Linked DNA regions of Dromaius novaehollandiae: region 1 is linked to region 2. The links are chromatin contacts, called in public Hi-C maps. All regions are on one chromosome and are shown on one strand. Each heading gives the region's core, a stretch centred on a gene start, on an enhancer-like site or on the middle of the called end of the contact. The rest is flanking DNA. Distances are from core to core; before and after follow the strand shown. Region 1 holds the start of GRAMD1B (GRAM domain containing 1B). Region 2 overlaps CLMP (CXADR like membrane protein).

What was found. A called contact is a pair of places that touch in the nucleus more often than the background predicts.
Region 1: a Hi-C map of ovary shows a contact between it and region 2, with 2.6 times the contacts expected there. The contact joins the promoter of GRAMD1B here to the enhancer-like site in region 2. A contact is called at or near these places in 3 of 4 Hi-C or Micro-C datasets (brain, liver and ovary).

What each region holds. Positions count from the first base shown.
Region 1 is chr21:4,944,982-4,947,681 of bDroNov1.hap1, forward strand. It overlaps GRAMD1B (GRAM domain containing 1B), which reads left to right and starts at 1,394. Exons shown (of 19, transcript XM_064524292.1): 1 at 1,394-1,559.
Region 2 is chr21:4,896,502-4,899,201 of bDroNov1.hap1, forward strand. All of the region lies in intron 1 of CLMP (CXADR like membrane protein), which reads right to left. Among named protein-coding and RNA genes, the nearest start is that of HSPA8, 17 kb to the left of the region's middle. Within about 2 kb of position 1,345, at least 1 of the 2 cell types and tissues checked has open chromatin away from gene starts, as enhancers often do.

The DNA of each region.
Region 1 (2,700 bases), core at 144-2,643, 49 kb after region 2:
GTAAACATCTTCCCTTTGGCCCAGCCCTGGTCAGAGCAACCTCCCTGAAGTGCTCACACTGGAACTTGCACAGCCTTGGATCCAGCTGTGTTATGTATTCACTGGGCTTCTTGTAGTTTGCTGCTATTGTCTGGTTTTCACTAGACTTTTGTGGGCAAAATGTCTAAGTGTATTATTTGCCTGTATCTGTGGTGGTAAGTGTGCCTCTGCCACCACTGTAGGGCATGAACATCTATTACACTAACGTGGAGAAGCTGACTTTGCCCTTTTGTTTCTCTTAAGTATGCTGGTTGTAGAAATTAGCAGATCCTATCCCAATGACTACTGCAGCTGGGAAAGTAGTCCTGTCTAGTGAATTTGCTACTTTTGAGAGCCTTGCTTCCTTTTAAGCTATCCCTCAGGAATTAACGCTTGCATAAGAATTGTGAAGGATTTTTCCTCTTCCTTATGAGTTTGACTTATGCATAACCCAACTGTTGACAAATAGTCATGTTGTTATGGGTCTGAGATTGCTTGTGAAGGATTCAAAACCTTTCTGAAAGCCAGATGTAGAGTCTTCTGGAAAAAGTCCTCCACCATCTTTATGGCAAATCCTGTGTCTTCCTTTCAGCTCACAGGCATGTTGAATTCATCAAGCTATATTGCCTCCAAGTTTAAAAATAACCCCAGAAGAACAATCTTTTCCCTCTCCCAGTTTTGGTTTGCTGAATTCCTTCTACATTACTTGGTCTCCTATCTATACATCTAATAAAATACGAGATCACTGGGACTTATGTGGACAGATTTGGCAGCATTTCTACATTTATTTGGATTCTAAGGCATGACTCTCCTTCTGTTATTAATTTTTAGGCTTTCAGAGTATGTGCTTTTTTGTAACACTTAGGTATGACTTCAGTTATTCTGCTTTGGGTTATACTGGTTTGTGCTCTTAGTCGCAAAGAATTCTAGTCCTTTTCTTTCTTTTTAAAACATTAGGTTCAATAGAAATAGTGAGAAAGGATCAACAAGTAAATGAGACCTTCATGATCTGAATTGGGGGAAAAAAAAAAAAAAGGTAGAAACTGGACAGCAGTGTATATAACAGCCCCTCTCTCTGGGCGCCTATTCTCTTACCTACATTGACTTCAATCTCTTGACATACGTAGCTGGAAGTACTCAAGAAACCCAGTTTACCTAGCGGCTCACCTACAGAATTCTGCTGGGTGCTGACTTCCTTCGGAAACTGCAGCCTTCCCGTGCAGCTGTATGCATGCCTAGGGTAGGAAGCGGAGATCTACTGCACTGAAACGTCAATTGCTGCTTTAAATGGTCAGACCTGGATCCAATTATTTCTAAAGCACAAAAATTATGGTCATGTCATACTGCATCAGCTAAGACTGGGTGTGGGCAATACTTGGACAGGAGACCTCCAAGAAATGTGCTGAGAATCACAGGAAGTGGGTTGGGATACTTAAGGCTCTTACTTTCACTGTGTCTGAGTAAGACCAGTACCACATTATGCTGTGCAGTGTGGGAGAGCACCTTTTTGAGGCTAGAAAAGCACAAACTCATGTGTGCAGGTAAGCAGTTTCACCCTGATGTACTTGTCAAATCATGGATGTGCTGGGGGGGCATGAGAACGGCATGGATGGACAACTGGCTGGATCACTGGGCTCGGAGGGTAGTTGTTTAACTGACGACCGAGTGGTGATCCTCGCGTTCATTACTGGGGCTGAGACTGTTTAAGATTTCCGTCAGTGATCTTGATGGGACAGAGCATGCCACCCGCAAGCTCACGGGCAATCCCAAACTGGAAGGAACTAGATGTGCTGAAGTGTAGGGCTGCTGTTCAAAGGAACCTTGAACTTCAAGGCTCCCCTCAACCTGTTCCTCCAGCCTGTCAACTAAAATAGGCGCGAAGTCTGTCACCTTTGGTGGAATAACCCTGTGCAGCAGTACAAGCTGAGACCAATTCTGTTGGTGGCTTTTGCCTGAACTTTGATTGTGTTTCTTTCGAGAATGATAGTGCTATTTTTTTATCACCTCTTGTTTCCTTTGGGTTGAAAGTTCTGTGGGAAGGATAACTTCTTGCTGTGTGCTGATGTAGCTCTTCAAAACAGTGCCCTGATCTTCATGTGATCATCTCGATGCAGTCATGAGAAATAAGCAGTGATGAGTGTCTTCACTCACAGTTTGTATTCTCTGCTCTGAGGACAGACAGCATCTCAGTGGAACACATTTCTGCTGTGTTGCAGCTGGTAGGATTAGGATACCTTGTTGTTCCTGTTAAGGCAGTTGATCTTTGAATGCGATGTGCATGAATGTAAGCGATTTTGCGATGAGTTGAGTGGTGCATACATTTGGCTCTGTAAACCGCTGCATTGTCGTATTTCCCTGCCTTCTTCCAGATAGCTCTCTTGCAGGATATGATCTCTCTGAGCTTATGCTCATGATCCTTAGCCTGTCTGTGCTTAATCTCTTAGATGCAGACTACTGCTGTGATGCCTGCAGTGAACAAAATTGATTTGCACAGAAATGGCTTATCCGTCTTGGTTTTGTCCTCTCCTATCTGTGACTTCTCTTGGGAGAAGATCTGGCCACCTTAACCATTTGGAAGAGGCTTAACACGCATGCTGTGCTGTGAATTAATCTTGTTATTAAGTGAGCAAACTTTCTCTAAGGTATTCTTTGCTATCTGAAACTGAATTTCTGTGGCTTCTG
Region 2 (2,700 bases), core at 95-2,594:
GGAGTATGATAGCATCATTTTCCTACCTCTCTGGCCTAGGCCAACATGGTTTTCAGGGGAGCTCGCACCTTGGTCTGTGCTTGTTGCCCTCAGCAAACATGCTCTGGATTTGAGAAGCCCTTTGCCTATAAGCTCGTCTGCTAGAGGTGAGTAACATCAGACAGGCATTCAATAGGATGACAACAACTGCACATTTCAAAAAAAAACCTTTTTTCCAATAGTACACACAATTTCAGGTAATTCGGAGCCGATTCACCACTGAACTGCATGCTGTGTCCTTCCAGGCACCAGCGTGAGCTTTTTCCCAAACTTTCATGCAAGTCTCATAATTACGCTTCCGTGAGACAGCTGACTGTACTTAAAGGCTGGTCCCTTTAGTCATTATTAGTTCTTTAATCAAAGGTACCCAGTATAGGGTGCCAGTTATGGAAACTGGCTACGCAAAGTCTGGAAAAGAGCTCAAAGTGAGCAGACCTCTGCCTTTCCAAAGCTTGGGTAGGGTCCCACTGTAGCAAGCAGTAATGAAACTGAAATTAAAATTTGCATTTGGATACGTGCTGGGATTTACAACGCGCGCCTCAAATAAAAAGAATGTAGATAACAAATCCAAGCTCCCTTCTAGATTTTAGGGCTTTTATTACTCAAATAATTATTTCCTGATAATTTTTTATCTCATGTTCGGGTGCAGATGAGATCAAGCAAGAAGAAACAAGATTTTGCTGACAGTGTTTAAGGGTTTTTTTTTGTTTAAGTTTTATTTAAATGGTTATAAAAGATGACTGTCTCTGCACTTGAGCGACTCCTTACAGCTGCAAACATACTCACCATCTTCAGCACACGCTTGCCAGGATAAATGTTTTCCAGCCTGAAAAAGCAGTTTGTTCTGGGCAAGCACTTTTGCTCTGCTAGGTGGGTGCACAGCTGGCTCTGTACCTTCCCCCTCAAGGAGCTCTGCAGCCACACGAGGGCAGAGCCTACACAGAGAGTAACACCTTGGGGCTGGCGCCCATGTACGACAATAGATGATTTAAGACAATAGATGATTTTCCTCAAAGTCTCCCAAGGGTCTCACTCAGCAATGCAGTAAATAAGCAGGCTCCACAGTCCTCACCCAAAAAACCTCTCATGGAGCCACTCTTCCTCTTACGCATCCTGTGTGGCATTCCTTATGCCACAAAGTCCAGCTTAAGAATTGCTTCTTTCAGTTTACTCAGACTTTACTCAGATTACATCCCACGGCTTCAGAGGGAGGCTGGTTTGTTTTTCCCCTGGAGCAGGACCCCTGGCTCTATAGCAATTCCTGCATCATGTAAGCATTAGCTCGTAGGCCTGAAAAAAAACCCCAGAGCTCAGCGCAGCACCAGTCTTGCTGACGTACCACACAGTGCTTTGTTCAGTATGAGGGGGAGCGTGGGACGACTTTATTGTTTAAACATTTGCACTATTGTTCATAAGGCAATAGCTCAGTCACCCAAGGCCCTGCAGACAAGGGGGAGAGATTTTTGCCTTTCATTCCACACAAACATTTTAAATTCAAGGATTTCAGAGCAACAGATATTTTAAACACAAAAGCTAGCACACCTAAACAGACAGTACCCAAACAGCATAAGTGCAAATTCAGCAGGGGAAGGGCGCAGGTCTGACCAGGCAACATAACGGGATTTTTGGTCCCTGTCAAAAATAGGGGCCATTCTGCCATGTATCCATCACAAATTTTGAAGGAAGAAAAATTAAGAACAATACCCTGCATCTTTCTCATGCAGAGCAAAACTTAAGTCTTAGAGTAGTCCCCAGGACCCTTTTCAACACTTTGCTAAGTGACTACTGATTTTGAATGTACGTGAGATACTTTAAGAGGGTTTGCTTTCCAGACCCCACCCTCTGAAATAGACTGAGGGGGAGAAAACTGTCCCAAGTGAGGCAGCAAGTCCCAAGCTCTCAGGAAGAGGGTGTTGTCACAGACCAGAGCACTACTTTGCCTCATCCCAAATTACAACTGCCCAAAGAAATATCTTCATGTCCGAATCCTGTACATGAACACATGTGCTTTCATACATATGCAACATATCTATTATGAAGCCCAGTCCACTTGCACGCCCATCCAAAAATATGTACGTACATAAATGCATGTACCTATTGAGAACCCGAAGTAAACACACAGATTGTCAAGACAAACATACATGCAGAAGGGAACTAAAATGAATATTTTGTTGACATTTCTTATCACCAAATTCGGGTGCTAAAAGCTAAAGAGCTTCCAGATTTAAATCTTTCATTAGCTTCAGAGGAGTGCTTAATTTAGGGAGCAATGCTAAATATAGATTAGACATTTTAAAAAATAATGAGTTGTGCTATATCACCTACGGACTGCTGGAACTAGAAGGAATGGTCTAGAAAAGATTCAGAGATCAAGATATGAGAAATGCACAGTGAAACTTGGCGGTCATGGCCCAAACCATACCTACCAACATAATTTGAGAAATGAGCTCCTAAAATGGGTCTTGAAAACCATCAGTTGTTCCAGGAACTTCTTGTTTTCTCTTGTGAAACATATTCCTTAGCTACACTTTTCATAGTTTATTTTGGCTTTATCAGAGATGGTATCTGTGACCAACTATTTCAGGACGGTGATGTCTAAGGAGCGGAAGTAGAAATACAACCTGCAATTTTCCTGTGACAAGACATCCTGTGTTAGCACCA